Linked DNA regions of Mus musculus: all the other regions are linked to region 5. Evidence: chromatin contacts called from public HiChIP or PLAC-seq and promoter capture Hi-C data. All regions are on one chromosome and are shown on one strand. Each heading gives the region's core, a stretch centred on a gene start, on an enhancer-like site or on the middle of the called end of the contact. The rest is flanking DNA. Distances are from core to core; before and after follow the strand shown. Region 1 has its middle 70 kb from the start of Plcz1. Region 2 overlaps Pik3c2g (phosphatidylinositol-4-phosphate 3-kinase catalytic subunit type 2 gamma). Region 3 has its middle 18 kb from the start of Gm30056. Region 4 overlaps Gm45959 (a long non-coding RNA gene). Region 5 holds the start of Plekha5 (pleckstrin homology domain containing, family A member 5). Region 6 overlaps Gm30056 (a long non-coding RNA gene).

Region 1 (3,153 bases), core at 383-2,882, 450 kb before region 5:
AATACCCAATTACTTGTTTAGCATCCCTAGAGTATCTAATAAAGACTTCACACACACACACACACACACACACACACACACGCACGCACGCACGAGTGCTGCCCGATTGAGAAAACCCATTAGACCTGCTTTCAAACTACATCCCAAGTCCAGTCACTTAGCAACCTTTCCTATCATCATCTTCATCTTCTGTGACCACAGATGCCTTCTAAGAAGCCTCATGGTTTCTGAATCCCAGCCTCCTTCCATTCCTTTTCCAGCACCATGGCCTCTGGGATGTTGGCATCCTTCTGCTCTAAACTCTGCAGGAGCCTCTAATTTCAGAGCAAAAGCCCTAGCCTTTAAAATAGCCTGAAAGGCCCTATTGCTGACTTCTCAACAGCTCTCTGTCTCTCTGATGTTGACGCTCCTTGTGTCCCTCTATCCTCAGAGCTCCAGCCGTGGCCTCCTTTCTGTCCGCTGGACACTTCAGGCATGTTTCATCCTTGAAGTCTTTGATCATTCAACCCCTTCTCCAAAAAAAGGTTCTTTGGGTCCCTCTGTCCACTTTTCTGACTCCCACACATCCTTCAGATCTTGAGCAAATGTCTCTGTCTCTGTCAAACCCATCCCATGACACCACGGTGACATGGCAAACTGCTGTCCTAGGACACACACCAGATCCTTCCTACCCTACCTTTTCTCCTATATGTTTGTCATCTCTAGATGTGTGCGCATTCACATTTTATTTTACATGTTATTGATATTTGCTTCTCCAAGCAAGTAATAAGCCCTAAGCCAACACAGGTTTTTCTCATTGACAGTACATCCTCAGACAAAGCAAAGGGGAGCTCTTCCCCGTGACCTCACTATGAAGAACTCTATTTCCCCTAGAAGTGACTATGATCCATACCCAGAGTCCTTGCCAGACTAGCCTTGGTACAAAGATCAGCTAATTTCTTCTCTAGGCCTTGAAGACTTCCTGTCTAGATCTATTCATCTCAAGTCTGACTGTACCATCAATGAGAGAATGACAGGGCCCAGGGATGTCCAAGGGGAGGCAAGATGTGACTTGACTTTGCCTGTTGAGTGACTATTAGATCACACATGGTGAGAAGGGAGCCAGGGAAAGGAAGAAAAACAGAGCATATGAGGGACTCTGGACATAACCAGCTCTTCTACCGCACCAGAATCCACAAAGGATTCTAGCAAGTCAGAACTCTCAAACCTGTCCTTCTAGGTCTAGACGGAAGTATATTTCCTGTAAGAGGAGAAAAATGCATTACCATCTGCCTAAATTAATATGGAAGAAAATGAGATTTATCCTGACCACACAATTAAGGCTATCTGATAAGATTTGGCTAAAAAAGCCAGAAAGCTCAAAGTAGGTGTCTTTATCTGTCTCACCCAGAATCTCCCAGTGCTGAAGTGAGGAGAAGCTTCCAAGAGTATTTCAGAGTGTCGTCGTGTTCTACTGACTAAGGTAGCCAAGCAGCCCACTTGCCCAAAACATTTAAGTGTACTAATCATGTCTAACAACAGAGTAGCTGGAAAGTCTGGGCAGCAAGGCAAGCAAACAAAACACTTTAAAGAGTGATGACCTTGGGGGAGAGCCAGCTGCTCAGTGTTTCCCAGAACTCACTTGGTGGTTATAACTACCTGTAACTCTCACTCCAGGGAATAAACTCTTCTGGCCTCGGCACCTATACTACCCATCCATGTCCCTCGAACCAACACACATACATAAACAGAATTTGAAGAAGAATAAGCACCTAGAAAATTTCCCACAAGTTCTTAGGAATCTAGAAAAATACACAAATGCCCAATTTAAATTCACAGTGAGAAAGGTCCTGGGATTACCAGAAGCACCCATCTCTGGCTACCTTCCAGGCTGTGCAAAGTTGACATAAAGGTGAAGGTGAGGTGGAGAGTTTCCAGATGAGAATAGAAGAAGGCATGTTCCACTATGCACAGAGAGTCAATAAACACTGGACATGGATTTATTTATACATTTAGGCTCTAGGGATTTACAGAAATCTATCACATTATAGTTGACCTCTAAGCTGACATACAGAGCTATCAGACACAACAGAGAATACACACTTTAAAACACGTTCAGAAGGGTACAAAACAAACTATGCTAATACTGTAATGCCAAACCCCAGCACAACCTGGAGTCAAGAAGATGTGATGGTTATAGTTGGTACTTTATAAAATATAGATTCTTCTGAAAGGAAGAAAGAGAGGGGAAAGGAAGGAAAGAAGGTTGGAAAAGGAAGAAAGAGAAATGAAGGAGGGAGGAAGTGAGGGCAGGAGGGACAAAGGGCATGGTGGCATATGCAATCCCAGCCTCAGGAAGTAGAATGTTGTGAATCTGAGGCCAAGCTGGACTGAAAAGTAGTGCAACTAACCAGTACCCCCGGAGCTCGTGTCTCTAGCTGCATATGCAGCAGAAGATGGTCTAGTCGGCCATCTTTGGGAAGAGAGGCCCCTTGGTCTTGTAAACTTTATATGCCCCAGTATAGGGGAATGCCAGGGCTAAGAAGTGGGAGTGGGTGGGTAGGGGAGCAGGGCATGGGGGGTATAGGGAATTTTCGGGATAGCATTTGAAATGTAAATAAAGAAAATATCTAATAAACACACACACAAAGAATGAAATGAAGTGAGATGAAACTGAAAGTCATAAACAGAAGGAAAATAAGGCCTTTAATTATATATCAGGTTTTACCTACAAATGTGTACGTAGTCTGGCATGGCTTTGGTGGGGGTGGAATGATATGGCTTCCGCCTCTGGGGCAGGGCCAACATGGGCCCCCGTGAGTGTCAATAGCTGCTGTGGATGTAAGGCTTGTTGGTATAATACTGTACGTATTTTTACATTCCTCCTTCAGAGAATGTGATCTCTGTGAACATTAATGACTCCATGAAAATCAGAGACAGCAGAAGTCTGGGAGGTGAAGGTGTGGCTAATGTCTCAGCAAAGCTGTAAATGCTGGGACCTTTGGGACAGCCCTTAAGGCTATGGAAAAGAACTCTAAAAACATGAGTTTGAAAATACATAATTTCTCAACTCTGCAAAAAAGAAGGATGCGCTATGTGTGTAGTATGGGGCTTCATGAATCTAAAGGAGCAACGGTAGCGGCATTAGTGAGCCGGCTTCTGAGAACGATACAA
Region 2 (2,903 bases), core at 44-2,543, 470 kb before region 5:
ACATTTACAACGCACTCCTGGCTCAAACTGGAGCCTGTGCTCTTGCAGCATTCTGAAAACTCACGGACAGTCAAGGACCTTCTCAAGGGCACTAACTCGGAAATAGAAACCCAAAGCTTGAGGGTGGCACTTAAAGGGAGAGGCTCCCGCACAAAACGCGTCTGCTGTTCTGTCACTTGAGTTTCTTCTTCAAGCAAAGAGGAGCCCAGACGTTTTGAGACGGGAGGGGCTGTAACCAGATCAGTTTGGGGGTGTTAAATATGCTGCTGATATACAAAATGACGGAAGGGAAGAAGTAAAAAATATTTAAAAGCCATTAAAAAGGCAGGGCAAACTGCTCAGCCAATGTAGTAGTTGCTTTACATGTAAGCTTGAGAAGCTATGTTTGATCTCTACTACCCAGGCATGGTGGCACACGCCTGGGTCCCCAGCTTGCTGGCCAGCTGGCCTAACCGAGATGATGAATTACAGGATCATTTCAGATTCAGTCTCAAAAAGTACAGTGGAAAACAACAAAGAAAGACATCCAATGTCCTCCCCTGGCCTCTTCCACCTGATCACCTGATTGCACCACTCACCCCCTCTCCAACACACACACATACTCATGCTCAAGTGTGTATGCAAGTGTGTGTGTGTGCATGCATCAAAAAAGAAAAATATTTCAATGATGTATAATCTCTTTGATATATTGGAACTTAAATACTTAAAATTAATAGCATGATCCAGGGCAGTTTTAACTTCCAGCCCAGTGGAGTAATAACTATGTCTTATAGTGGAAGCATTTCTTCCCTGGAAAAAGATCCTTAGTCCAACAGAACATAAGGTCTGGGGACAAGAAATAAAAATATTTTAAAGCTACTGGTATCATGGTGAGTGGTCCCACTCCTTTTTCCCCCTTAATCTTGGGAACCATGAACATGGTGGGGGAGACACACAGTTCTATATATTTATGGGATGCTACATAGTAGGTATATAGCCTGCTGGACATACTTACCCAACTCTACAAGACATTTTTACTGAGCTGAAGCCGTAACTGAGTCTTCAGAAGGCCATCCAACAGTTCTATGAATAATACACATCTACAGCTGCTCAGGAGCAGGATACAAAGAAGGGGATTCTATTGTTGCACTTCTATTGGAGGGAGTCCCTTAATCAGGAGCACTGTTGCATAAGAACGATGGTACTGAACACAAATCCCTATCAGCCTATCATCATCCCATTATGAAGAGAACATTGCCCCTCCATAATGGAGAAGGGCCAAGGCAAACAACCTGCTATCAGTTTGGTGCCATCTTTAGGATTCAATAGCCTACTTTCTTCTGGGCAGATTGCTCACACCCCTTGGGCATAGCCTGGTATTGTGTGAGGCTTTTCCTAGGCAGACACAACATACAAGTCTACTCATCCCAGACTTAGAACCCAGACATTCCAAAGTAACGATTGCACAAACATCCAATTTGGTGAACTGGTGAGTTTGTACTGGGGTTCCTTGCAAGAGTAGGATGGCTCAAATGCAGCTGTATACCTGAAAATCTCCACCACGTGGGTAAAGACCCATGCTAGAGCTCTCTGTGTCACCTGCAGGTGGCTGGCTCTACAGGTCCCGGACTCTTGTCCAGTAAGCTGATTGGAGTCCCCTTCCCCAGTTGTTTACTGCATTTACAATTCTGGGAAGGGACCCTCGAAATCTTGTGTGTTCCAGCTTTCCCACACATGTGAGGTTTATATCTGGGGTCTTAGGAGCCTGGCTGCCTCCTTCCTTGACAGCATGTGGTTGTTGTGAGGAAGCTGCTAAACAACACTCAGTCTGTTTAGTGATTGGAATCTGTGTTGCTGAGCTCTTAAAACTGCTCACCTCATGTACAGCCAGGTGAGGTGGTACACGCCTTTGATCCCAGCACTTGGGAGTCAGAGGTAGGTAAATCAATGTGCGTTCAAGGCCAGCCTATTCTACAAAGCAAATCCCAAGACAGACTGGGCTACACAGATAAACCCTGTCTCAAATAAATAAATAAATAAATAAATAAATAGATAGATAGATAGATAAATAAATAAATCCAAGCCAAAAAAAAAGAAAGAAAGAAAGAAAGAAAGAAAGAAAGAAAGAAAGAAAGAAAAAGAAAAAACTTTTCACCACAACCACCACGTTTGGTTTCTTCACTGGTCCATGGGGAATAGCAAGGTTAATCTGTATAAATGGATTGGGCCATTCCTATGTATTTTGGTTAATTATATCCTACTCTGGTGATGACTCATTCTGTGATGAGAATTTGCACAGACCACAGATACATTCGTGGCGTTCCCCCCTCCCCCCTTGAAGAATCCTTTCCACATACTTTTTTCCCAGATTTCCCTATCACCAATTTTGCAATCATGTTCTTTCCACGTCCCTGACTATGCATCCAAGCCATTGGCTTCAACTCACGAGCTGGTGCATAGACACATCTGGCCATTTCTTCTTCCAAGCCAAATAAGCATGCAGGTGCTCCTGCTTGAAGTTCTGCCCACTGGGAGATGCTCCCTTCAGCACCGGTCTTCAGAGCCATCCCAGAGCCAGCCTACAAGGCTGGAATTGTAAACATCCAGATGGTGCCCACCTGTTGAGGGCAGCTTTATCTGTAGACCAGGACTTCTTCTTCACCTCCTTTGCTAAACAGTTATATGAAATTTGGGGGTAGAGATGAGACTCGGTGGCTGAGCACATATTGTGCATACAGGCCTTAGGGGCAATCCACAACACCAATAAAAATTCATCAGGAACTTTCTAGCTGCAGAAGGTGAGGTCTGGATGGGCACAAAAGCCAGGGTAGCAGGAGTTGAGGACTTTGAACATTTGGGCCAATTTATATAACTTCCCAGGCCACCAAGAATGTGTAAACAGCTTTGTATTTTAGAGCATTAAA
Region 3 (3,077 bases), core at 561-3,060, 310 kb before region 5:
GCACCAGTTCTGGGCTTGGGGTCTTTCGCCTATGCAGTCAATGCTCTCCCAATAAACGTGTGCAGAAGGATCCTATTGTGGCGTCGTTCTTGCTGGCGAGTCAGGGTGCCCGCAAGAATATGCATCTATGTCCAGCACTTCAAATGGATCATTCTAGAAAATGAATTCTGTAAATATTCACTCTAACTGGCTAAACTAGACAGGATATATCTATTCCCCAAAAGCATTGCCTATTGCATAACTGTGTTTTCATCCACATGTCACCAATTTCATTTAGTTTCTACTACAGGTGGTACTGCAAGATCCCAGTGGAGAACACAAAGCTCTCACCACATCGGAGCCTGAAATTTGCAATAAACAGGTCTCTTCTAGTTTGAATCTATGATTGCAGCCAGGATGTCCACAGGCCCCCAGGTTCTCACCTTTCCAAGTTCTTACTACTATCAACATTCATGATGAGTCATTGCCAAATGAAAAGAAGAAAGACCTCCATGGTAAACAAAGCCACTACCCTACAGAAATTCTAAAGTCACTGGAAGAGAGCAAATAATTATGCTAATAACCTTGTATCTTTCAGAAAGGATTTTACATGGCACAGCTCACTCAGTTGGTGTAGCCTGCTCTTCTGGTTCCCTTCACAGAGATAGTGTAAACTGGTAATTGCCAATGAAGATCAAGATGGTAGAAACGTTTGAGTAAGACACACTTGCACAGCAAAGCATGCATCAGGTGCTGTTGGAAAGGGAGGGAAGTTGGGAATTAGCTTTCCATGTTTGTTTCCGCAATGCCTCTAGTACTTTAAGACTTCTAAATGTTCTTTCAGCATGCACTTAACGGACAAAAATGGACCACTTAATATCCTGAGATAAAGGAAGTGCTGGAAGATAATCCAAGGACAAAGTGCTACTTTGGAAAAGGAACAAAATTTGGTAATAAAAATTTATGCTAAGCTTTACAACCATGTGGGGCGGCTCACTCTAAACCAGCTACAAAATGGCAGCTGGGATCGATACCCGTCTCTACGAATGAACGAGACGTAATCCATCCAATATTTCCATCTTGCTTCTTTTATTTTGAGGTTTTAAATCTTTCAAGCGGATGTGAAGCAGGTCGACGAGCAAAGCCATCCAAATCCTCCTATACTGAATTGTGTTTCCCAGCATGTGATGTGACCCATGAATCACAGTGACAAACTCAAACAAGTGGCCCGGTTTTGTTCCTACCATGAGAACAGGCCACCTGCTCTTTGTCCTTGAAAGCTAAGCATCCCTCCAGCTGAACTTTCTTCATAGCAGTGATATTTCTCTTTGACCAGATTAGCATACACTGTTTGTTTCATTACTATAAAAATTCTATTTGGGCATCCAAATGCTGTGTTTCCTCCCTGGCTTCATGTGAGCATTCATCCCTCTTCGTATTATGAGAAATTTCTATGGTACCAATTAGAAGAACAAACTGCAAGATGATAATAGCTCACTCACATCAGAAATCATACATGAATTAGTTTCTTCCTGCTATTAACCAATTACAAAGTGATTTTGTGAATCAAATTTCCTTCTCAGATTGCAAATAATCACCAAGCTAAACCACGTAAAATTTCCAAAATTCAATTATTTGACTTCTGAAAATATCAATTTCATATCACTGTATCTAATTGTAATAAGTCAGATAGGGCAACCCATTAGACTCTACGGAAATGGCCTAGATGTGTCTGGAGTTTTCTAGCTATTTCAGATCTCAAGAGTATAAGAGTAAAGTCTTCTGTAAAAAGTTAATCACATGACCCACACAAATACTGATGCACACAAGTTAAAAATGTATTGCCTCGTCAGCAGGGGAGCCCTAGCAGGATTGTAGAGCTGCTTCTGAGGCCACTCTGAGGACGTTGCCTTTAAAAAAGCATTTGGATAGATGGAACTGTAAGAATGCAAACAAGATTGCTAGGTCAGATACAAATTTGATTGCTGTCCTGAAGGATAATAAAACTATAAACATTGATCTTATCTTCTCTGTATCTCTTATCACTTCCCTTTGAACAGAAACCTTCAAGTTAGCATGCATCTGGGCTCCTAGGAAATAACCAAGTCAGATGCAGTCACTTTGCCCTGTATCAAATCCCTCTGGGTTAGTGATCCATCAAGCCTCGGTCCAACAATGAAGGTACCATTGGCTCTTTCCCATCCAGCTTATTTCCAAGGTTTAGGTAATGTTTCTCAATGATGGCAACAAAGGGAAGGTGTTATCATAGACGTTGGAAACACAGTCATAGATGAAATGTTCCATGCTGTTGTTGTTGTTTATGATGATGGTGGTGGTGGTGGTGGTAGTATTGTTATTGTTCAATCTCCAATCTCCTCTTTCCGAGTTTTTGATCCTGGCATCTCTGGGCCAGCAAGCAGACTACTCTATAAAAAGTCACTTTTACAGATTTAAAAGTTGAATACAATCATGTTCTTCCAAATGATCTAGAGAGTCTTGTCTTGTCAATTCCTCAACTGGCTTATTACAATTTGTACCTATACTCCCTGCCTTTTTGGTACAAAGACAAAAACTTGTGAAAATTATGTGAACTGTTTGATGCATTTATTTCCATGAATATGCCCATTATTTTTAATACCATAAAATCTTCAAACGGAGGAAAAAGGCTTTTCAAATATCCCAGTCCCTTCTTTCTCTCTCACTTTTTACAATAAGTGGCTTTTTTTTCCAGTTGCTGGAACTGGAACTTATGACCCCAAGCATGCCAGGCAAACCCTCTGCCTCTGAGCCATGCTCCCAGTCCCTTCTCTGTTCATCTATGTAGCAGCTTATAATGAATTAAATGATAAAAACCCTGTCAGCATAGTCTTCATGCAAAGAAAATATGGTTGACATTCTCATTCTAATGAAAGTATGATCTCAATCAGACATGGTGGTGCGTGACTGAGGTCCTGACTCTAGAGGCTGAGGCAGGGAGACTGGCACAAGCTCCGGGCCAGCCTGGGTTACACACTGAGAACTTGTCAAAAAAGAAATGGAAGGAGACAGGAAGGAAGGGACGGGGAGAGGGTGGAAATAGAACCACACAGACTCACAGG
Region 4 (2,943 bases), core at 431-2,930, 370 kb before region 5:
CATGGTTAAATTAAAGAAGAGAAGCCAGGACACAGCCCAAAACTAAGGTCCTGAAAACGGAGCAAGGCAGACAGCGGTGTGAGGTGGGAATCAGAGAAAAGTGCACGGTGTGATGACTGGAGTTCCATCGTTAACGCCCGAGGAAAAGCTCTGTGTGGTACATTCCTACAATCTCAGTACTGAGGAGGCACAGAAAGGAAGAGCCCGTGGGGGCTGCTGGCCTGCTGGTCTACCCAAACCACTGAGCCCCTTCCTCAGTGAGAGCCCTGTATCAAATCAAAATGAGATGGAGGGCTTGCATGATGTCTCAGTGGGTAAAACCCAACAACCTGAGCTTAATCCCCAGAACACAGATGCACACAAAAGCACACAAGCGTACACACACATACATAAACACACACTGATACATATACTCATACACACACACAGGCTCACACACACTCACACACATATACATATTCACACACACAGAAACAAATACACACACATACAATCACACACATGCACACTCACACACACACATACACATAGACACACACTCACACATAAACACACTCATACACACATACACTCACACAGGTGCATACACACACATAGACACATGCACACATACACTCACACAGGTGCACACATACATACATACACACACACACACACACACACACACACCAGAATAAACATAGAAGAAAAATAAAAAGCAAGCATGGCTTTCCTTATTCAGTAGCAGCAGGAACTTGAGATGAACCGAACTGCCCCTGTCCCACCACACACACTGTCCCCAGTCTTTCCTCCGACATCATCTCTGACTCACACCAGGAGAGAGAAGTCTGCAGCCAGAGAGCAGAAGCTGAGGGAAGGTAAAGACAAAGATGCCGCTCACATGCCTGACACGGAAGTCCTCCGGGAAGGAATTGCTCCACCCTGTCTCTGCTTGAAGTGAAGCAGGCTGCATGTGCCGGTGCTGCTCCCAGGCCATTGACTAGAAGATGCTAAGGGACAGACACCAGGAGTGTGCAGCCCTAACGGGTAAACGCCCAAATTCTGGGATTTCTCCGCAGGCCCAGAGATTCTGAAAGTCTAATCATGAAGATCTAGCATAGCTTCATTTGAGGCTCACTCAAAATTAGAACAAGCTTCCTTTCTCAGAGGTGCTCCAGAGAGCCACGGGTGTGTTTCCCCCGTGTCCAGTCTCCCACACTATCACCTTCAACTCCGCTCATATCTATCTGGATACCGCTCTTCCGTCCCTAACGGCAAAGAAAATTAGCTAAGAGAAGCTGCTAAACTATTCATTTTTTTAATTTCTACTTGTGACAGTTCAATGAATATGTCAGGAGCAGCAAAGCCACAAAGATAAAATCCATTTCTTGTTTTAACCAAGTGCTGCACTGGAAGAAATTAACTGTAACTTTATTAGTCAGATTCCCCACCCCCACCCCAGGAAATGAGAGTGGCCGGGAAAGGGGTTAACACTTTTCAGTGGGTATTGGAGATGCTTTGCTGTCCTTTACTACAAATCACACACTCCCCAGGGGCCCTGGAGTTTCCAAACAAAGAACAGAAACCCTGAGACTTAGTATTACATAACAAATTTATAACCAACCCAAGAATGTGACTGCAGAATATCGCTCTCCTCTGCCGTTCTTTCATAGCAGCTGGAAAATATTACAGGCACTACGGTAGCCAAACTCAAGATATATCCATGAATGTTTTAAAGTGTACAACTGAAATGTAGCCCTGAGGGTCTGAGCCAGGAGGCATTTGGAAATAATGAAGCAGCGAAGATGTTTTATGGAGTCAGCAGAACCCAAGAGATTTCCTCCCAGATTCTACAGTTAGATGCCTAAATCCAGAGTTAGGAAACTATCTGGTGTCCTGGTTATGTGTTTCTATTGTCGTGACAAACACTATGACCAGCAGCTTGAGGGGAGATGGTTTATTTCGTCATATTGGTCACAGTTCTTCACTGAGGGAACTCAGGGCAGAAACTCAAGCAGGAACCTGAGGCAGGAACTGAAGCAGAGGCCATGGAGGTGAACCTCACAGCTTCCTCAGTCTGCTTTCTTACACAGCTCAGGACCACTACCCAGGTGTGATGTCACCTGTAGTAAAGTGGGCCCTTGCACATCAACCAATAATCAAGAAAATGTCCCACTGGATTACACATAGACTAATCTAGTGAGGGCATTTGTCAACTGAGACTCTCTCTTCCCTGTTGATCAACATTGAACAAAAACAAAAACAAAACAAACAAACAAAAAACAAAAAACAAAAAAAAAGGCTGTCAAAATTCCTCTCTATCTTTCTAGAAATGCAGTGAGGAAAATCCTAAAGTAATTTGTACAGTAAACAGTTCCCTAAGGCATCATGGGACATCTGAAGCTGAGCCATCAGTAAAGCAGGGTAGAATCCTTGACTCACAGTACTCTGCATCACTGGACTTAGAACATATAGAAATTATTTTCTATCAATGTTTCTACCTGTTGTAGTCCTGAAAATGTCCATGTACTAGGAATTATGGATCTTGGAAAGCAATTTAGGCAATGGTCCATGTTCGTCTTTCTGTTAAAGTATTTTCGAGTCTCCTGTGGAATTGTCATCTTAGAGGGTTGCTGCTTCTGTCTGCTAACCTATGTCTAGTCCTGAGAGCTTCTAGCCTCTGTACGATCTAATCTAGGCCTAGAATGTTTTCAGCCTCAGACTTGCTGCTAAATAAGCTCACCCTTTCTAGCTCTTTCTGATCTCTGGCTGGCTGATTCAATTCAGCTGTCTGGCTTAAACTCCTCTCCAAGCTGCCTGGGCCAATCTGACTTCTCTAGGTTTCTCCTGGGTTGCTCTGCTTGGCCTCATACTAACTGATAATTTGTTCTAATCTTCTGGCTCCTTCTCATTCTCTGGCTCATTCTGTTTTCACCTGTGTCTAGCTTGTTCTCTCTCTAGCCT
Region 5 (3,178 bases), core at 568-3,067:
GGTTGCGATTTTGAAAGATACATAAGTTAATCTATATTGACTTTTGAGATGTGCTTTCTGTGAACACATCTTGTAGTATCCAAAGATCCAGAGCTAAATAGAAGCCGAGCACAGCACACAGTCAACGTATAGACTTCTCGGTGGTATGCAAACATCCAAATCCCTCAGCAGGACTACCAAGCACTAGATTCATAAGCTATTGTGGCATTTGGGAGACTTTTAAGTTTGTAATGATAACAGAGAGTCAACAGCTCTTCTTATACTTGCTGTGCTGTGCCAGTGACCACTGATGCTAATGTGGGACATTTCCTGCCAGCTATTCATTGATTAAAAAAAAAAAAAAGTCATATTTTCCAGAGACTGGGTAGGAGATAAGATGTCAAAAAGTAATAAGGACTGAAATGAGGGAGCAGAATACAAACGAACCCAAAAGAGAAAACATTACAGCGATGGTATTTTTTTTTCCTCCTGTATATGCAGATGGACAGGAAAATTATAGCAGTAATTGCAGTCTCCGTTTCACCAGAGACGTATGGCCTTGGGGAATCAGGAGATAGGAGGAAAAGCCAATGAAAATGCACGCTCATCAGGAGCTTTGGCCAAGGGCATTCACCCTCCCTGTGCCTTGGTTTCCTTAAAGGTTGAAAAGCATCATTTACTTATTTCAGTTACTTGGGAAGATGAATGAGAGAATGCCTCAGAAGCATCCAAACTGGTCAGGGAAAAAAAAAAAAAAGGTGCTTCGAGAATGCCAAGTTGTACTGTTATTATTGAACTGTGTTTCCTCTGGGATGAGTCATTTGCTGCAAAGCCATGGAGACAATTCCAAGAGTGATGATGAAGGACCAGGGGCAGTAAGGAGCAAGCATAGCGCTCTTTACTGGTGCAAGGGAGGTCTTACTAGCAGTGAACCCTTCCTTTGTTCAAAGGACAAGGGGGCCGGGGGTGCCAAGGCATTAAAAATACTATACAGCAACGTATTCATTCGAGTAGACTCTTGGAAATCTATAGGCGATTTGAATTCAGACTTTGCCATTTTTCACCATAACCCTGGGCACAATCACCTTTGTTCCTTTACGTTTCTTTGCCCCTCTCAGTGAAACGGAGACAATCATAGTTCGAAGGGATTTAAATGTCCACCACCCCAAGGACTCCGTAAAGTTAAGTTGCCCTTGTAATAAATGAGAGAGATTGGGAGCCTAGAAATTCACGTTGATAATCAAGTGCATCTTTTTTAAGAAAGGAAAAGGCAAGTTTTTATTTTCTAAACTATTATATGGCTCAGAAGCTTAGAAAGGAAAAAAAAAAAACCACCAGTAACAAAAAGACCTTAAGTCTGAATCAGTCCCATTTCAGTGGTCCGAGCTCACTCGCGGACCCTCCTTTATTTGGCACGCCACACACCAGAAAAGCCTTTCCCAAAAGCAGTTTTCCATTTCAACGCCCGGCGTCTCCCAGAGAAGCCCCGGGCTAGGCAGGCAGTAGCTGATTCAAAACCTCACAGGTTCGGAGCCCAGCCCTCCGGGCGGGCGCCGGCGGGACCCGACCCCGGAACCTTCGCGCGGCGCGGGCGGGGCACGGGGGAGGGCTTTGGCGGGGGCGCGGCGCCGCTTCGCCCAGCCTCCGAGCGAGCGAGCGAGCGAGCGCAGCGCGGGCCGGCGGCCGGCCGCGGAGGATGCCGAGGGGCGGCGACGCAGGCCGGACTCAGCCGGGGCGGCGGGGAGGGCGCCGCCCGAGGGGGTAGGGCGGCCGCGGGGGCGCGCTCGGGCCGGGCCGCGCGCCCTGCGCTCCTTTCGCTCGCTCGCTCGCTCGCTCGCTCGCGCCCTCCTTCCTCAGCGGCGGCGGCAGCACAAGGCGGCGGCGGCGGCGGCCGGGGAGCAGACATGGCGGCCGACCTGAACCTGGAGTGGATCTGCTCGCTGCCGCGCTCCTGGACGTACGGGATCACTAGGGGCGGCCGCGTCTTCTTCATCAAGTGAGCGGGCGGGGGAGGCGCCGCCGGGCGGCTGGGGGGAGCGGTGGGAGCGAGCGGGCCGGGGGCCCCCGTGGGTCGCCCCTCGCGCCGCTCAGCGCCTGTCCCTTCTCTTCCCTGCAGCGAGGAGGCCAAGAGCACCACCTGGCTACACCCGGTCACCGGCGAGGCCGTGGTCACCGGGCACCGGCGGCAGAGCACAGGTAGGGCCGGCCGGGGCTGCGGCTCCGGGCCACCTGGCGGGGTTGGAGGGGCTCCGGGCTCCGCGCGACTGAGTCCCGGGGCGCCTATTCTTCTCCGCCTTTTCATCAGCGCTTGGAGACGGCGCCCTCTTCCTGGCGCCCTGGTCCCCATCCTTTCCCGGACGCCCCCCGAGGATGGGCGACGCCCCTCTACCCCGGATCGCCCCCGTCTCCGCCTCCAGCACCCTTTAGGAAGTCCTCACCCGCTCCCCTTTGCTCCCCGCATCCCAGCACCCCTGCGGTGAGACGGTCCCGCATCCTCGCCCTGCTCCCCAGAGAACTGCTTTCTGCCAAGCAGCTTCCTCCTCCACCACCTCCTACTTCTCCTAAGTGGGACTGTGGGTAGGTGACTGATGGAAGAGTTAGGGGTGCTGCGGTGCCCCCCCACCATGTGATCCAAACACCGGTGAGTCCCCTCCTGCTACCCGAGTAGCCGCTGGAGTTAGGACGCTGGAGCGGGCGCCGCAGCCAGTGATCCCGGCTCAAAAGTCCCCGGTAGCCGCAGCCAAGCTCCACGTACCACCAGCAGGCGGTGGGCGAGCCAGGGCGGTCCCGCGTGGGGGGCCTTCGGGCCCCAGTTCCACGAGGAAATGCATCTCGGGTTGCTTTGATAGCTTTCTTGAATGTTTAGCATGAGTTGAGCTGGAGGAGGGCTTGTGGTGGTTTCAGTGCTGGTCTGGCTTTCTTTTGTCATTCTTTGTTTACATTCACCCAACTTGTTTGCCTGAAACGTAACGTGAGTTCTCATACTGGCCCGCCTCTATTCCGGGTGACTGCAAAGGCTTGAGAACAGTTGGGTCGAAGGTGAGGCCCAGTTCTGTCTCTCCCTCTGGGTACTTTTCTCGCCAGCTCCGAGGTTCTGAGGATCTCCTATTAAAGTTGCCAGAAGGGTGAACAAACCTGCCTTTTCTGCTAAACGCTGGAGTTCAGTGAAGTGACTAATAATGTGTCCAAATTTGCACAA
Region 6 (2,775 bases), core at 45-2,544, 330 kb before region 5:
ACTTTATATAATCACACAATGCGAAGGTGTTGGGTATCCTATTCTTGACCAAATAATCAAAGACATTAAGTTCAATTTTTCCCCCTAAATCTTGGGACTGAAAGAAAGCCCTGGTCTTCACCTGTGAAGGGCAGCATGGTCTATGTGATCTCTAGTCAGTTACAGAAAATGAACTGACTTTATTTTAAAAGGCTATTAACGGATTAATTCCATCTTCAGCAAGGCTTTGGTGATTCTTATTTCTCTAAGTCTACTTTCACTCGTCCTTCAGATTTTACTGCTTTATCTTTTGTGCATGGCTGGGGTCCACATTGCCAGTCCTTATCACCTAAATTGATGGACACGAGTTAGACTATAGGGATAACCGAAAAGCAGCAAGCCCGGAGAGTGCTGTGTAAGTCCCTTCACTCTTAATGTGCAACCATTTTAGCTAGTGCTCGAGAAAATCCTCTAAACCAATTATGTTATAAGCATCCGACAATTTGGATACCTGATACAGAGTCAGAATCCTAATTTAACCTCATCTGGTGTTTCTACGATGACTAAAGAGCTCGAAATTAATCTAAAAATTTACACCCATTATTCATACCCAGTTGGTGTTCTCGTTGTGATGCGGGAGAGAACATGATTAATTCGTGTGAAGCACCAAGGTCAAGTTTATTTTGGAAACAACACCCCATAGCATTAAGTTTATATTCAGTGACAGGTTAGACAGTGTCCGTGCTCATACTGGGATAATATGTAGAACCAATGGGAGCCATGCAACAATAACAAAAAAAGGTCACCGCTTGGTGACATTTCAAATACTGTATGAAAGAAAAAAAGATTGTACATTAGTTTTTAGCATATTTTAAGAGCTCAGTAATTTCTCTCTGTGTTAGTAGACTGATCTGTGGGGGGAAATACACTGTCACTTCCACTTCTAATCTCTCTCTATTTTCAAATAACCTTAGCATAACACAGCTTTAGCTCATTAACTATAGATATCCATCACTTTTCAAATTAGATATGCTTCATTGAATTTGGCCGCTGTGTGAATTAATACAGACTAAAGCTGGTATTTTTTTTTCACTGACCTCTCAAATATAATAGAAAAGTGATAACATTGAAAAGTTCCCTCCAGAAACTTTGGGCACAAGAGGGGTAAGAGAGGAAGAGTGGAGCCACAAGAGGGTCCCTTGGGGTAGAACCCTGCGCGGCTCTGGCTGTCATCAGTTTGAGAGTGAGCTGCAGGACTGATGGTCTGCTCCAGTTAGGAAAGTGACCAGGTGACGGGTGAAGCCTGGGCTAGAGGCAGTGTCCTGACGTCAGAACGCTCAGCCTCCACTCCAGGCCTGTTTCGCTCTGTATATGAAATGTCCCAGGCTGCATGTGTTTAAACACCGCCCCCTACCACCGCAGTTGCTGGAGCTATTTTGAGAGACTGACGAACTTCCAGTAGGTAGATAGAGGCTTACTGGTGGAAACAGGTCACCTTGAACATTGTGCCCCAGACCATGTCCTCAGCACAGCTAGGCGAGGAAGTAAGGAATCCAGGAGCAGGCTCCTGCCAGCATGGAGTCTGGGCCATGACAGGCTGTATCCCCTGACCCTATGAGCCAAGATAAGCCCTCTGTCCCTTAAACTTCCTCTTGTCAGACTTTCCAGTGTAGCAGTGAGAAAAAGTCCTACTGAGAAGCCCTCTCAAAACTCGCCCACTAGACAGGCAAGTGCACAACTCTAAAATGTTCAGCCCCGGAAGTCAGGCGACCTCATGCCCTGTTTTCTACAACAAAACAGAACTGACTTGAGTCATTTGGCTGCAAAATGTGGCCTGTAGCGCAGAGAGGTTATTTATAGACTTAATTAATGCCAGTTTGGGTGAATATTCATATTTCTATGCCAAGCTATGAATCTATTTGGACCCTAGAGAAACTTAGTAATTTGATTAAATTGCACATCTGTAAAAAATATGAGTAAAAAAAAGTTTAGGATCTATAAAGACTCAAATCTGATGTCTATTTAGAAACTAATAAACCAGGAGACATGGGTCATGCCTGGAATGTCAGCACACAGTAAACTGAGACACGATAATCGCTGCAAGCTCAAGGCCAGCCTAGACTACAACGTGAAACCCAAACACTTACCTGTACCTGTAGCTCAGTTGTAGAGAGACCAGCATAAATGAAGCCTTGGGTTCAATTCCCAGCACGAGCCTGCAGAGGCAGCGTTGATGAGGTAGAGGCAGGGAAACAGAAGTTCAATGCGATTCTCAACTCCACAGCAAGTGTGAAGCAGCCCGGGATGCGTGAGACCCTACCTCAAAGCAAACAATAACAAATTATGTCAATTGATTAATTTAAGATGAGGGAAAGGACAGCCCTGATTGGAAGATACTTGTATTCAAATTATCTTTATGTATGAGGTAGAGGTTTGTGGCAGTAGGGGTTGGGGAAGTCGGGGTCAGGGAAATGTATGAAATCGGAGCCATGAGCAGGGCCTGGCAAGAAGGATGCCACTACCTTGGACGAAGCAAAACTAAACTAAAACCCTTCCATTGCAAGATGTTGTGATAATGATGTTGTCTTTATAACACAGATAATAACCAAGAGAAACGTAACCTCCAGGGAATGGGAGAGGACATTTGAAACCCCAAGAGTCTAATTCAGTGTCCTTACATATTAAATGAAGTATTAAAAACAAGAGAGTTTGTTCAGATAGCTCAAGATTTGAATGTCTGAAATATTTACACATCTGGCCAAGTACATTTTTATCTTCTAGGAAACTACATTTTCT

Evidence for each region. Promoter capture Hi-C pulls out the DNA fragments that hold promoters and counts their contacts. HiChIP or PLAC-seq counts read pairs in DNA pulled down with a chosen protein or histone mark.
Region 1: a contact with region 5 is called in a promoter capture Hi-C map of liver, with 4 times the contacts expected there. The contact joins the enhancer-like site here to the promoter of Plekha5 in region 5. A contact is called at or near these places in 6 of 39 promoter capture datasets (3T3-L1-derived adipocytes, cranial neural crest, frontonasal cranial neural crest and 2 more), 3 of 484 Hi-C or Micro-C datasets (the N1E-115 cell line and cortical neurons) and 13 of 115 datasets of contacts at active chromatin or transcription factors (the SCID.adh cell line, VIP interneurons, astrocytes and 10 more).
Region 2: an H3K27ac HiChIP or PLAC-seq map of VIP interneurons shows a contact between it and region 5, with 7 times the contacts expected there. The contact joins the enhancer-like site here to the promoter of Plekha5 in region 5. A contact is called at or near these places in 7 of 39 promoter capture datasets (the 3T3-L1 cell line, 3T3-L1-derived adipocytes, cranial neural crest and 2 more), 1 of 484 Hi-C or Micro-C datasets (cortical neurons) and 10 of 115 datasets of contacts at active chromatin or transcription factors (the SCID.adh cell line, VIP interneurons, astrocytes and 7 more).
Region 3: a contact with region 5 is called in an H3K4me3 HiChIP or PLAC-seq map of the SCID.adh cell line, with 6 times the contacts expected there. The contact joins the enhancer-like site here to the promoter of Plekha5 in region 5. A contact is called at or near these places in 4 of 39 promoter capture datasets (cranial neural crest, liver, maxillary cranial neural crest and 1 more), 1 of 484 Hi-C or Micro-C datasets (cortical neurons), 12 of 115 datasets of contacts at active chromatin or transcription factors (the SCID.adh cell line, craniofacial prominence, embryonic forebrain and 6 more) and 1 of 9 other capture datasets (adipose tissue).
Region 4: an H3K4me3 HiChIP or PLAC-seq map of craniofacial prominence shows a contact between it and region 5, with 3 times the contacts expected there. The contact joins the enhancer-like site here to the promoter of Plekha5 in region 5. A contact is called at or near these places in 8 of 39 promoter capture datasets (the 3T3-L1 cell line, cranial neural crest, embryonic stem cells and 5 more), 5 of 484 Hi-C or Micro-C datasets (the N1E-115 cell line, cerebral cortex and uterus), 8 of 115 datasets of contacts at active chromatin or transcription factors (craniofacial prominence, embryonic forebrain, embryonic hindbrain and 5 more) and 1 of 9 other capture datasets (adipose tissue).
Region 6: an H3K4me3 HiChIP or PLAC-seq map of the SCID.adh cell line shows a contact between it and region 5, with 10 read pairs. The contact joins the enhancer-like site here to the promoter of Plekha5 in region 5. A contact is called at or near these places in 6 of 39 promoter capture datasets (embryonic stem cells, frontonasal cranial neural crest, hippocampal neurons and 2 more), 4 of 484 Hi-C or Micro-C datasets (cerebral cortex, cortical neurons and nephron progenitors) and 12 of 115 datasets of contacts at active chromatin or transcription factors (DN3 thymocytes, the SCID.adh cell line, astrocytes and 8 more).

The regions. Positions count from the first base shown.
Region 1 is chr6:139,970,224-139,973,376 of GRCm38.p6, forward strand. No RefSeq gene overlaps it. Among named protein-coding and RNA genes, the nearest start is that of Plcz1, 70 kb to the right of the region's middle. Within about 2 kb of position 1,633, at least 2 of the 459 cell types and tissues checked have an H3K27ac peak or open chromatin away from gene starts, as enhancers often do. A contact at or near this core is called in liver, where this site is marked.
Region 2 is chr6:139,953,733-139,956,635 of GRCm38.p6, forward strand. The region is part of intron 32 of Pik3c2g (phosphatidylinositol-4-phosphate 3-kinase catalytic subunit type 2 gamma); the gene reads left to right. Among named protein-coding and RNA genes, the nearest start is that of Plcz1, 86 kb to the right of the region's middle. Within about 2 kb of position 1,294, at least 1 of the 459 cell types and tissues checked has an H3K27ac peak or open chromatin away from gene starts, as enhancers often do. A contact at or near this core is called in VIP interneurons, where this site is marked.
Region 3 is chr6:140,117,216-140,120,292 of GRCm38.p6, forward strand. No RefSeq gene overlaps it. Among named protein-coding and RNA genes, the nearest start is that of Gm30056, 18 kb to the left of the region's middle. Within about 2 kb of position 1,811, at least 2 of the 459 cell types and tissues checked have an H3K27ac peak or open chromatin away from gene starts, as enhancers often do. A contact at or near this core is called in the SCID.adh cell line, where this site is marked.
Region 4 is chr6:140,050,046-140,052,988 of GRCm38.p6, forward strand. The region is part of intron 2 of Gm45959 (a long non-coding RNA gene); the gene reads right to left. Among named protein-coding and RNA genes, the nearest start is that of Capza3, 10 kb to the left of the region's middle. Within about 2 kb of position 1,681, at least 22 of the 459 cell types and tissues checked have an H3K27ac peak or open chromatin away from gene starts, as enhancers often do. A contact at or near this core is called in the N1E-115 cell line, adipose tissue, craniofacial prominence and 1 more, where this site is marked.
Region 5 is chr6:140,422,282-140,425,459 of GRCm38.p6, forward strand. Plekha5 (pleckstrin homology domain containing, family A member 5) reads left to right here and starts at 1,818. Exons shown (of 31, transcript NM_144920.3): 1 at 1,818-1,975; 2 at 2,096-2,175. The coding sequence starts at 1,884.
Region 6 is chr6:140,094,252-140,097,026 of GRCm38.p6, forward strand. Gm30056 (a long non-coding RNA gene) reads right to left here. Exons shown (of 3, transcript XR_001785445.1): 2 at 2,127-2,299. Among named protein-coding and RNA genes, the nearest start is that of Gm30056, 5.6 kb to the right of the region's middle. Within about 2 kb of position 1,295, at least 10 of the 459 cell types and tissues checked have an H3K27ac peak or open chromatin away from gene starts, as enhancers often do. A contact at or near this core is called in the SCID.adh cell line, where this site is marked.